2 separate regions of the Mus musculus genome follow, and region 1 is linked to region 2. Evidence: chromatin contacts called from public promoter capture Hi-C data. All regions are on one chromosome and are shown on one strand. The core of a region is the stretch at or near the end of the contact, and the rest is flanking DNA. Distances in the headings are between cores, read along the strand shown. Region 1 holds the start of Cela3b (chymotrypsin-like elastase family, member 3B). Region 2 holds the start of C1qa (complement component 1, q subcomponent, alpha polypeptide).

The links. Promoter capture Hi-C pulls out the DNA fragments that hold promoters and counts their contacts.
Region 1: a contact with region 2 is called in a promoter capture Hi-C map of liver, with 5 times the contacts expected there. The contact joins the promoter of Cela3b here to the promoter of C1qa in region 2. A contact is called at or near these places in 1 of 39 promoter capture datasets (liver) and 2 of 484 Hi-C or Micro-C datasets (cerebellum and cortical neurons).

The regions. Positions count from the first base shown.
Region 1 is chr4:137,427,782-137,433,524 of GRCm38.p6, forward strand. It overlaps Cela3b (chymotrypsin-like elastase family, member 3B), which reads right to left and starts at 2,739. Exons shown (of 8, transcript NM_026419.2): 1 at 2,679-2,739; 2 at 688-773. The coding sequence starts at 2,718.
Region 2 is chr4:136,895,679-136,901,319 of GRCm38.p6, forward strand. C1qa (complement component 1, q subcomponent, alpha polypeptide) reads right to left here and starts at 3,166. Exons shown (of 3, transcript NM_007572.2): 1 at 3,068-3,166; 2 at 1,997-2,166; 3 at 238-1,050. The coding sequence starts at 2,159. The coding sequence ends at 476.

The sequences.
Region 1 (5,743 bases), core at 1,489-3,988, 530 kb after region 2:
TATTACAGGCGGTCTTAAGCTGCCAGACTAGGAACTGAACTCAGGTCCTCTGGAAGATCAGCAAGCACTCTTCACCACTCAGCTCTCTCCAGGTCTGGGTTTGGTTCTTGAGACAGGGTCTCTTAGAAGTCAGAGTGACATCAAACTTGCTGTGTAGCTGAGGCTGATCTTGAACTCCTGATCCTTCTGCCTCTACTGGGTTACAAGTTTGTATGGAACAACTATGTCTGCCTTACTTTATAGTAAACTATAGTCACACGTGGCTTGTGACTATTGTTAGACAGGGAGTTTAGCCCTATGAACATCTCCCCATGAACCTCTATGAAGTTCCTAACCCTTTTAAGCTCCCAGAACTTTGACCCTTTTGTAGAACCCAGGGAGATTAGAAACAAAATCTTTCCTCTAAACACAGCCCCCGAAGTTCCACTGCTATTAAGCCAATCTCTTAAGCACCACCCTTTCCCCAAATTCCACTTTCAAATCCCAGCCGAGATTGCAGATGGAACAGTTACAACCTCCAAGAAATATCTCTCTCCAAGAGTTTCCGGCCTTTTGAAGTCAAAGAAGGGAGTGGAGAGGAACTGGTGGGGTCAAGGCAGGCTGCCATGTCACCAGACCTGGGGTTCAGTGCCCATAGTAGAAGCAGGCGTGGGGAGTGGTGGTGGGGGCAGCTGCTGTCACTCTTACCTGCCAGGGCCAGCTGTGGGGAACAGCTTCCTCGCCATTGACAACTCGGCTGGAGGGGTTGTGGGAAGGCTGTCCACAGCCTGAGGCTAGAGGTGACAATTGAGAAGCCAGTCAGCCAGAGTGTCCTCAGAAGAAAGGGGTCGGGGTGGGAGAGCTGGTGTTTGAGCATGGTGCATTTGGAGGCAGAGGCAAGCTGAATTCTGTATATTCAAGGCCAGCTTGACCTATATGGTGAATTCCAGATCAGCCAATGCTACACAAAGAGATCCTGTCTAAAAAGAAAAAGAAAGAAGCAAAAGAAGAGGAAGAGGAGGAAGAAGAGATTGAGGAGGGAGAGGAGGAAGAGGAAGAAGAGGAGTATAAAGAAGAGGAAGAGGGGGAAGAAGAGAAAGAGGAAGAGGAGGAGGAGGAAGAGGAGGAGGAAAAGGAAGGGGAGGAAGAGGAGGGGGAGCCCTTCCCCTCTCTAGACTTCACTAGCCAGGTATGAAGTAGTGTTTATGCATTTAACCTACAACAGGGCTTCCCAGAGTCAGAGGAGGGCAGGGTCTCTTTTATCTCAAAGACTAAAGACTTGGGACTGAGCCTGGTAGTCAGGGAGCCCCCAAACTCTGAAACCAAAATGCTGGGCATTAGGGTGTGATCCCAGCATTGAGGATTCGAGCTCAAAGGATCAGCCACTGGTTTGAGGTAAGCCTGGGCTAACAGAGTGAAATCTTTTACCCCACCCCAAAAGAAAAAAAGAGGGCTGGCTGCGTGGTAACCCGGGCTAATGACCTGAGTTTTATCCCTGGGATCCCAACAGAGAGAACTGACTCCTGCAAGTTGTTCTCTGGTCTCCACGTGAGCTCTGTAACACACATACAGTCCCTAACAAATAAATAAATGTAATAAAAAAAATTAAAAATGGCAGCTAAAAGTGACATGCTAGCTCAGGCCTGTAGTCCCTGTGCTTGAGAGAGGGAGGCAGTGGGATTGCTAGGAATTCAAGGAAAGGCAGGCTGAGCTATAACATGAGACTTTCTATTAAAAAAAAATTCTTTTTAAAAAGGTGATTTATACCGGGCGTGGTGGCGCACGCCTTTAATCCCAGCACTCGGGAGGCAGAGGCAGGCGGTTTTCTGAGTTCGAGGCCAGCCTGGTCTACAAAGTGAGCTCCAGGACAGCCAGGTCTATACAGAGAAACCCTGCCTCGAAAAACCAAAAAAAAAAAAAAAAAAAAAAAAAAAAGGGCTGGTGAGATGGCTCAGTGGGTAAGAGCACCCGACTGCTCTTCCGAAGGTCCGAAGTTCAAATCCCAGCAACCACGTGGTGGCTCACAACCACCCGTAATGAGATCCGATGCCCTCTTCTGGTGTATCTGAAGACAACTACAGTGTACTTACATATAATAAATAAATAAATCTTTAAAAAAAAAAAAAGGTGACTGACCTATGAAGTGGCTGTTTGAGTGACACAGCTGGGTACGAAGTGAAACTCGGCCACCGACTCAGGATGGCTGTGTTACTTTAAAAGTCAGTTTCCCCACTGACTCCAAACTAGGCTGACTTACCTGGGGTCATAGAAGAAAAACAACCTGTCCCACCGTCACCTGCCTGACATAGTAGACACTTAGAAAATGCCATCGGGTACAATATGGTCGGCCAAGGGAAGCTTTGTGGGCTGTGTCACAGAAGACTGAAAGTTTGAGTTGGAGCCATCAAACCTCAGAGTTCAGACCTTAAGTCAGGAGGTCATCCATTGTCCCCTCAAGGAGTCTTGCCCCGTGGGCTCCCAGTCTTTCTGAGCTGGGTCATCTGAAGCTTGCCTGCCTCCTCCACTCCTGGCCATGAACCAAGCTCAAGGCCCTACAGTCCTGTCCTAGTTGAAGCTGAGACCTTCTGTAGAAGTAGGTATGGGGTGTCACCCAGGGAGGCAAAGAGTGAGGGTCTGTCATATTTCAGGGGCTCCCAGGCTGATGCAGCAAGGAGACATGGGACAAGCTGAGGGCTTACCAAGGGCCACAAGCAGGAGGGAACTCAGCAGTCGGAGCATGGTGAGCTTCAGGGTGATTAGAAAGAGATGTGGAACCGGGACTTTAATATAGTGCCGGAGGCAGGTGGAAGGGCTGGCCCCAGACCCCACTCCCACAACAGGTGGCAGAACACCAGCTTTTTCAAGGCCCAAGGCCACACACCAACCACTGTAGATTAGAGAGCAGGAGCTGAAGGAGGGACCTCAGACTTCCTCCAACCTGTGATTGCACAAGTGGTAGAGAACGGCCAACTGATAAGAGAGGGACAGGCAAAGGGTTCTATTAGACAGGCCGGGCTTTCCCAGGGAAGGCTAGAATAGCAGAGCTGATCAGGCCTGGGTTCAGATCCTGGCTTTGTCTATTGAGTGCTTAGTTTGACCATGGTGTCTCAGAGCTCTAGTCTCCTGCATGGGATTAATATTGATGTCCACCTCCATAAGAGACTGTTTCTGAGTACTTTCTCTGCTGTATTAGGGCTCTTTCTAGGGCTGTGAGCAGACAGCACATGATCCCAGTCTGCTCACAGTCTGCCTAGTGATGGCACAAGATGAACCCACAATTTTTTGTTTTTGTTTTTTGGGGTTTTTTTGAGACAGGGTTTCTCTGTATATCCCCACTGACCTGGACCTCACTCTGTAGACCAGGCTGGCCTCGAACTCAGAAATCCACCTGCCTCTGCCTCCCAAGTGCCAAAATTTTTAAGAAGCTGTCTCTAACCAGTGAGGGTGGGTGCCATACGGAAACAAAACATGGGTGATCAGGAGGGGACCCCTCCCTTCCCATTTGTCTTGGGAGGTTGAGGCAGAGTGACATATTGACTCTGGAGACGATATGCATGCAAGTGAGTCCTGAAGCCAGCCATGGGAACGGGTGGAGGGTAGACACTCAACTCAGGAGTGGCTTGCTCAAGAAAAAAGAGGGGCAGGGGTCTGGAGTCAACGAGGAGCTGGGTGAGGTGGCATCGTCTGTGTTCCCAGCTGCTCCAAGGCTGAGGCAGGAGGGTTATGAGTTGGTGGTCAACTAGGGTTGCACAGCAAGGCCCTGTCTCAAAGCAAAAAAATAAAATGGGTCTGGAAGCACAACACAGGGCCTCAAAGTAAGGCCTTTGGTTTTGTCCTTGTCAAGGAGGGGGAGGAGGAGGAGAGGGATATGGAGACAGAAGAGGAGACAAGGAAGAAGCAACCAGGTGAGGGGAGGAGGAGAAGGGAACAGGGAGGAGGAGAAGGAAGGAAAGAGAGGAATATAAAAGAGGAAGCAGGCTTGCTAAGATGACCTGGCACCTAAAGACGCCCATCGGGCCTCACGACCTGAGTTGGATCCCTGGGGCCCACCTGTTACAAGGAGAGGACCAACTCCTCTCCTCTGAGTTGCCCTCTGAGCTCCACGCATGCTGGGGCATGTGCACCCACTCCCATCACACACACACACACACACACACACACACACACACACACACACACACACACACAGAAGCAACAAAAATGCAATCGAAAGCTTTAACTAAAGGAGCTTGGTGAGGATCCTGCCAACGCACTGTCAACCAAGCTGAAGAGCTTGATGCTGGCACCTTCCCTGGGCTCCTTTATCTGCAGGGGCAAGGTCTCTTGCTGACCCCAGAGCTGGTGATTTGGCTGGTTTAGAGCCCTGTTCTCTGCCTTGCGAGTGCTGGCCGCACCGTGCCTTCTTCATGTATCCACCTCCTCAGCCGCTTTACTCCCCCACCCCACCCCTATTGGTGGGGATAGATTCCAGGGCCTCATGCATGCGGAGAGCCACCATCGAGCCACACACTAGCACAGGGCACAGGGCACAAGCCAGCATTCTTCTTTTTGTTTTAGATTTATTTATTTATTTATTTATTTATTTATTTATTTATTTATTTATTTATTTATTTAATGTATGTGAGTACAATGTCACTCTTTTCAGACACACCAGAAGAGGGCGTCAGATCCCTTTACAGATGGTTGTGAATCACCATGTGGTACCTGGGAAGTGAACTCAGGACCTCTAGAGGAACAGTTAGTTCTCTTAATCCCTCCAGCTCCCCATTCCCTTTTGAGACATCATTTTCCTGGGTCTGTGTAGCCTTGGTAGACCAGTCTGGCCTCATCTTCCTGCCTCTAACTCCTGACTGCTGAGACTAAAGGCATACACCACCACTGTCTGGTTTAGGGCCAGCATCCTGTGTGAACAAGGCAAGTACACAAACCCTCCTTGTCCCCGTCCCCCATGTTCCCCATGTTCCCCTCTTTCAGCTAAGTCCTGCTGAGTCTCCTGAGCATGTGTTCAGGATCAGTGTGGCATGCATACATCTTCCTCTGACTCCTACAAATAGAAGCCAAGGGGAGGGCAACACTTAGCTGTCTAAGTGGACCCTTGCTAATAGAGGTATCCCGTAGGCCAGGAGGGATTTGTTTAAGGTTTTGGGTGCCGCCCATCTAACACGTCCACAGGGAGACCTACCACTCCAGCAGCTTGGGCTGTTGAGCAGCTTGTGCACACGCAACAGAAACAGCTGTGAAAATCCTTCAACCTGGGATAAAAATAGCTGTGCCCTCCCTGTTTACTGTAGGCCTGGACAAATTTGCTCAGCTTGGATGCTCACAGCCTCTGAACTGGGGAAGAGGTTGTGAGAGCCCTGAAGAGAGCACAGGAGAGAGGGGCAGGTCCTAAGGCAGAGGACTGGAAACAGATCTCTGTGTTCAACCCAGCTCTCTGACCTCTCCGACAGATAGGACAGTGGCCTGGAGAAAAGCCAGAACTTGATCGAGGTCTGCACGTGTTCTTAGCTGGGAAGAAGCTAGTTCAAGGACACAGGAAGAGCTGAACCCACAGGAGGCCCCAACTTAACACAGAAGGCTCCCCTGCTTTTATCCGCAGGGCCTCAAACTGTGTTGCTCAGGGCATGTGACTCTAGGGGCAGGGAGTTTCGACATATGGTCTCTCTGAGGTCAACTGTCCATGACCACTTGAGCCAAGTGCTATCCTTCTCAAAGCCTGGGGAAAGATACTTCTAGCTGTACTACTGAGCAACCTTTGGGGCTC
Region 2 (5,641 bases), core at 1,916-4,415:
CCAAGCAGTCAGCGATGGCCACTTTTTTTTTTTTTTTGAGACGGGGTTTCTCTGTATAGCCCTGGCTGTCCTGGAACTCACTTTGTAGACCAGGCTGGTCTCGAACTCAGAAATTCACCTGTCTCTGCCTCCCAAGTGCTGGGATTAAAGGCGTGCATCACCACCGCCCAGCAGCGATGGCCACTTTTATGCCCCTTTCCTGCTCAGTGCCCAGAACAGCCAGCCACTGCACGGAAAGTCACAGACACAGACGGGGATCGTTTATTCCAGAAAGTGCTTAAAGAAACCACTGGGCAGTGTGCAGAAACATCAGTCCTCAGTGCCCTCCCTCCGAGACAGCCCCTCCCCCAGGGTGCTAAAGCCCCAGCCCCTTCACTTTGCAGAGTGCGGAGGGGAGGGGTGCAGGACGGAGGGGGGGGCGTGGTCCACAACAGGGAGCGCAGGAGATGGCAGGATGCAGGGGCAGATCCCCAGCTCAGGCCGAGGGGAAAATGAGGAATCCGCTGAAGATGCTGTCGGCTTCAGTGCCCTGGTAAATGCGACCCTTTGCGGGGTCCTTTTCGATCCACACCTCGTCCCCTCGTCGCAGCTGAAGCACGGTGCCCCCTGCTAACACCTGAAAGAGCCCCTTGTTGTTGGTGTTAGAGAAACTCAGGGAATCCCTGGGCTGGCCCCCGGAGGAAGACTTGATAAACAGACAAAGGTCCCACTTGGAGATCACTTGGAAGTTGAAGTAATAGAAGCCGGGCACTGCACAGATGAAGCGACCCGTGTGGTTCTGGTATGGACTCTCCTGGTTGGTGAGGACCTTGTCAAAGATAACCACGTTGCCAAGCGTCATTGGGTTCTGCCGAATGGCTGAGAAAGCTGGCCGGGGCTGGTCCCTGATATTGCCTGGATTGCCTTTCACGCCCTTCAGTCCTTGGGGGCCGCTGTCCCCCAGGGGACCACTGGGACCTGGGAGCCCCACATTGCCAGGTTTGCCAGGGGGGCCAGATTCCCCTGGGTCTCCTTTAAAACCTCGGATACCAGTCCGGATGCCAGCAGCTCCTGTGTGCAAAGAGAGCGAGCAGATTGGTAGATGTGGAGTGGGGTGGGGCATCGTGGGTAAGAAGTCCAGAGCCTGCCTATCCTCACAGAAAAAGCCTTTGCTTTGAAGAGACCCAGTCTGACTGGCCTGACTGGCTGTGTGGTCTTGGGCAAGCATGTTAACCTCTCTGAGCCTCTGCTTCAACTATAAAACCCAGAGAAGCAAATGCAGCCATGTGACAGACCCTGCATTTTTAGGAAACGTGGGGCTGGCTCTCTGGTTGCTCAGTTGAGTCCAGCCATGGTGCTGTCACCTCGCATGTCTCTAAATCACCAACTCCTTTTTCATATTTAGGACCCTTTGGCACAACTGTGTGCAAATCAGCATGAGGGTCCTTTTGGTCTGCAGGAGACTGGGAGGGTCAGGTTGACAGGTCAGGATGTCTTTTCTTCCGGCTCTGGTCATAACTCCTCCCCTCTCGTCCTCCTCAGGATCATGAATTCTAACAGGGTAGAGTGGACAGGAGAGCAGGGACAAAGTAGAGGGCTGGAAGGACATGCAAGTGACTGTTGATACTGGCTGATCTTTCTCTACGCACCAGGCAGGGCTCTGCCTCGATTTTACGGAGGAGGAAATGGACTCTCAGAGAGCATCCGTAATTTGTTTGAGGTCAACCAACAAGTCAATGGCTCTTGACTCTAGACTCTTGGGCCTCTTTTTTAGACCATCCACATCCATTCTCTGTGTGGCCTAGTCTTTGGAGGAGAAAGGGGAAAGAGGAATGTCAAAGCAGGAAAGAGAAGCTGGGGACAAGGTCCAAGAGAAGGCTAGGCCTTCAGGTTCCGGGGTGAACCGCTCACTGTAGTGACTTCCTGGAACTCAAATGCACCATCGCTTCTCAGGACCCCTAAACCATTGCCTCCAGGATGGTGCGGGACCAGCACCCCAGCCGGAGAGAACGCTTACCTGGCTCCCCTCTCTCTCCTTTGAGACCCGGCCTCCCCGGGCGGCCAGGATTTCCTGGAGCCCCATCCTTCCCGTTGGGTGCTCGGCAGACATCTTCAGCCACTGTCCATACTAGGGTCATGGTCAGCACACAGGCCACCAGCCATCCCTGAGAGGTCTCCATGGTGTCCCTACAGAGACACACAGGGACACTGGGTATGCTGGACACTTGGGATCACATGTCTGTCCCATGATGACATGTTACCATGTTCTACACGCAAGGTTATGTGACCCAGTCTAGGGCCATTCATATCCTCAATGCCTGTCTGGATCACAGGTCCCCGATACTAGCACTAACAATGACTTTGACCCTAACCCCTAGCCCTAGCTAGAACCCTGACCCTTCTTACTCTGCCCTTAACCCTAGCACCCACCCCCTACCCTAATCCTAACCTATAGGCCCTAGCTCTAGGCTTAATCCTGACCCTGACCCTGACCCTGACCTTGACCCTGACCTGACCCTAGCCCTAGCCCCAGCCCTAAACCCCACACTACCTTTTGCTCTGCACCTGTCCAGCATTTGCTCCTATATCCACACAGACCTCCCCGCTCTCTGGACACGCAGGCTCACACACTCCCACGGATGATGGATCTCATTGAACAAATATTTACCAAGTGTCAGCACTGTTTTAATTACAATCTCCGGCCCAGATGGTGAGCTATGCACACTCACAGGCTTTCACAAACATCTGCCTACTCTCCCGCAGCCTCAGCCCCTTTCCACATCCACATGAGGGCTGACTGTCCCTGCAAAGCCCTCTGCTGCTGGGCGCTGACTCCCCCGAGCGCTTTCTGGCTTTCTGTGTTTCTGAGGCATGGAGCATGGTTCTGAGCTACTAGCTCTCACGGTTCCCCAAAGCTCTGGCCAGAGGAGAGGGTCCTTCCACCTGCCTGCTCTGTGTCAGTGTCCCCAGCCTATCCACCCTTGCACTGAACTAGCTTGCAGCAATATTCTTCCCTCTCGCCTCAGTTCTCCAGAGTGGTCCCCCAAGGTTGGTTTCCCAGCCCCCTCTCCCTCAGGCTTGGTCTCACCTGCCTCCGTGGTCCGATCAAACTGGATGCTCCAGCCCTTTGCTGATGGTGGGACACCCGTCAGCAAAGGCGTGTCACCAGGACACTGCCAAGTTTCATATCCTTTCCGACTTCCCCTTCTTGGAATCTACCCCCTGAACTTCCCCAGGGCCAGACACCACACACGGAAATTTTAAGCGGACCTCAGCACGTTTGGGACAGGGGATGTCCTGCCCAGCCACAGTTGTGGGGAGGACTCTGAAGATGGGGGTTGGGGTTCTTCAGGATCCAGAAAAGCACAGAATATCAGGGCAGAAGGACTCTGTCTTCAAACTTGTACCCTGGGGCTTTTTTCATGATTGGGAAAGACACAAGAGCTTAGGGCCAAGTGCTTATAAAATTCAAAGAAGGGACAGGCCACCTGGAACAGAGAGAACAGACCACTGGGAGGCTGAAGGCACATAGCAATGGGTTTCAAGGCTCGATACTCCCTAACAGCCTGTCTTTGGGAAGCTCCAACATCTCTTCGCTCTTGGTTTCTTCCTTACCTTTTTTTTGTTGTTTTTAAAACGATCTATTTATTATGCATACAGCATTCTGCTTGCATATATGCCCACAGGCCAGAAGAGGGCGACAGATCTCATTACAGATGTTTGTGAGCCGCCAGGTGGTTGCTGGGAATTGAACTCAGGACCTCTCGAAAAGCAGCCAGTGCTCTTAACTTCTGAGCCATCTCTTGCTTTCCCCCCCCTTTTTTTCTTTTTCCTTTCATTCTTTCTTTCTTTCTCTTTTCGAGACAGGGTTTCTCTGTGTAGCCCTGGCTGTCCTGGAGCCCACTCTGCAGACCAGGCTGGTCTCGAACTTAGAGATCCACCTGTCTCTGCCTGGGGTTAAAGGCGTACGCCACCACCATCCAGCCTCACTCTTAGATTCTTTATCTGTAACCTGGGATCAAATTCTATCTCAGAAGGTTGTTGTGAAAGTTTAATGTCAGGCAGCTGCAGAACACGGGGCACCTGATAACCACTTATTCACCAAATGTCATCAATATTAAAAAATAGTTTATTTATTGTTTCTCTTTGTATATGCATGTTAGGGTGGGTTTGTGTGCTACGGTGGAGCACGTGTGGAGGTCAGAGGTCAACTTTGAGGAATTGGTTCTCTCCTACCATGGGATCTGAGCTCACATTCTCAGGTTGGTGAAGGGAACACTTTCACTCACTGACCCCAACATCTTTTCCTGAGACAGGTTCTTATATATCCAGGGTTGGCCTGGACATCCTGACCCTCCTGCTTCTACCACCTGAGAGCTGGGATTGAAGGTGTGCTTCCATTATGCTTGCTTTATTCAGAGCTGGCCATTGAACCCAGGGCTTCATAAATCCTAGCCAAGTGTTTGTTGTGGATAGCCCTGGGGCTAATTCTATTTGATGTTAATTCTGTTCTCCTGTGAGTGGCTGTGAACTAGGAATGAGTCAGCACTCAGGTGATTTCCTGTACACCTTCTTCTCACCTTAGTTTGTAAAATAAAGGAGAGCTGCTGGTTGGGCAGATAAAAGGGAAGGTGGAGCAGGAGGTGGAGAGAAAGAAGAAGGAGAAAATGGGAGAGGGAGAGGACGCAGAGGAGGAAGAAGAAGAAAATCAGAGCAGAAGCACATGGCCTGGAGAAACTGCAAGTTCCTAAGGAGTTTCATAGATGGAGAAGATGGTAGTGTAGCCATAGATCTGCCCAATCTAGGCACACAGCATGTGATCATATTAATTGAGCTGTGTTTTCATTGCTGGGACATATTTGGGTTGGAGATTTACTGCAACAAGTGTTCTACCAACTGAGCTATAGCCAAGCCCTTCAAATCAATATTTAAGCAACAACAACATCAGAGCTACAAGGCTGGTGGGTGGCTCAGCTTTAGAGACTCACCTACTAGCATGGATAAGGTCCCAAGTTTCACCTCAGCGCCATTTTTGAAAGATACACACATATATATTTTCAGTTAAAAAAACCAAAAACCTACCATTACATCAAGTATGGTGGCACGTGCCTATAACCCCAGCACTGCTAAGGCAGAGGCTGGAAGATCAAGGACTCAAGGCCACTTCCCTTGAGGCTAGACCAAACTACATAAGGCCATAACAACAGCAACAAAAAGGAGGGCCAGAGAGATGCCTCAGCGGGTAAAAGCACTTGCCATAATGCCTGATGACCTGACTTGTCTTCTGATCTTCACGTGTATGCTATGGTATGCAAGCACGCATACAAACAGATAGATGATAGACAGGTGGATGGATAGATGGATGGATGGATAGATAGATAGATAGATAGATAGATAGATAGATAGATGAAATAGAAGTTCTTAGAATGTGTGGCCTATGATGAGACCCTCAGGGTCCTACCTGGCTCAGTGAAGGGCATCCAAAACTCACATATGTACCTAGAGAGAAAAGAGAAGGATTCCACCCAAAATCACAAGACTTCTGGACGATTCATAAGACTGCTGTGTTACATACCACAAACTGACTAAAGTTCTTTTGGAATCAAGCCTGATGATTTTAGTTCACTTCCTGGGAGCCACATGATAGAGGGTGAGAACCCAC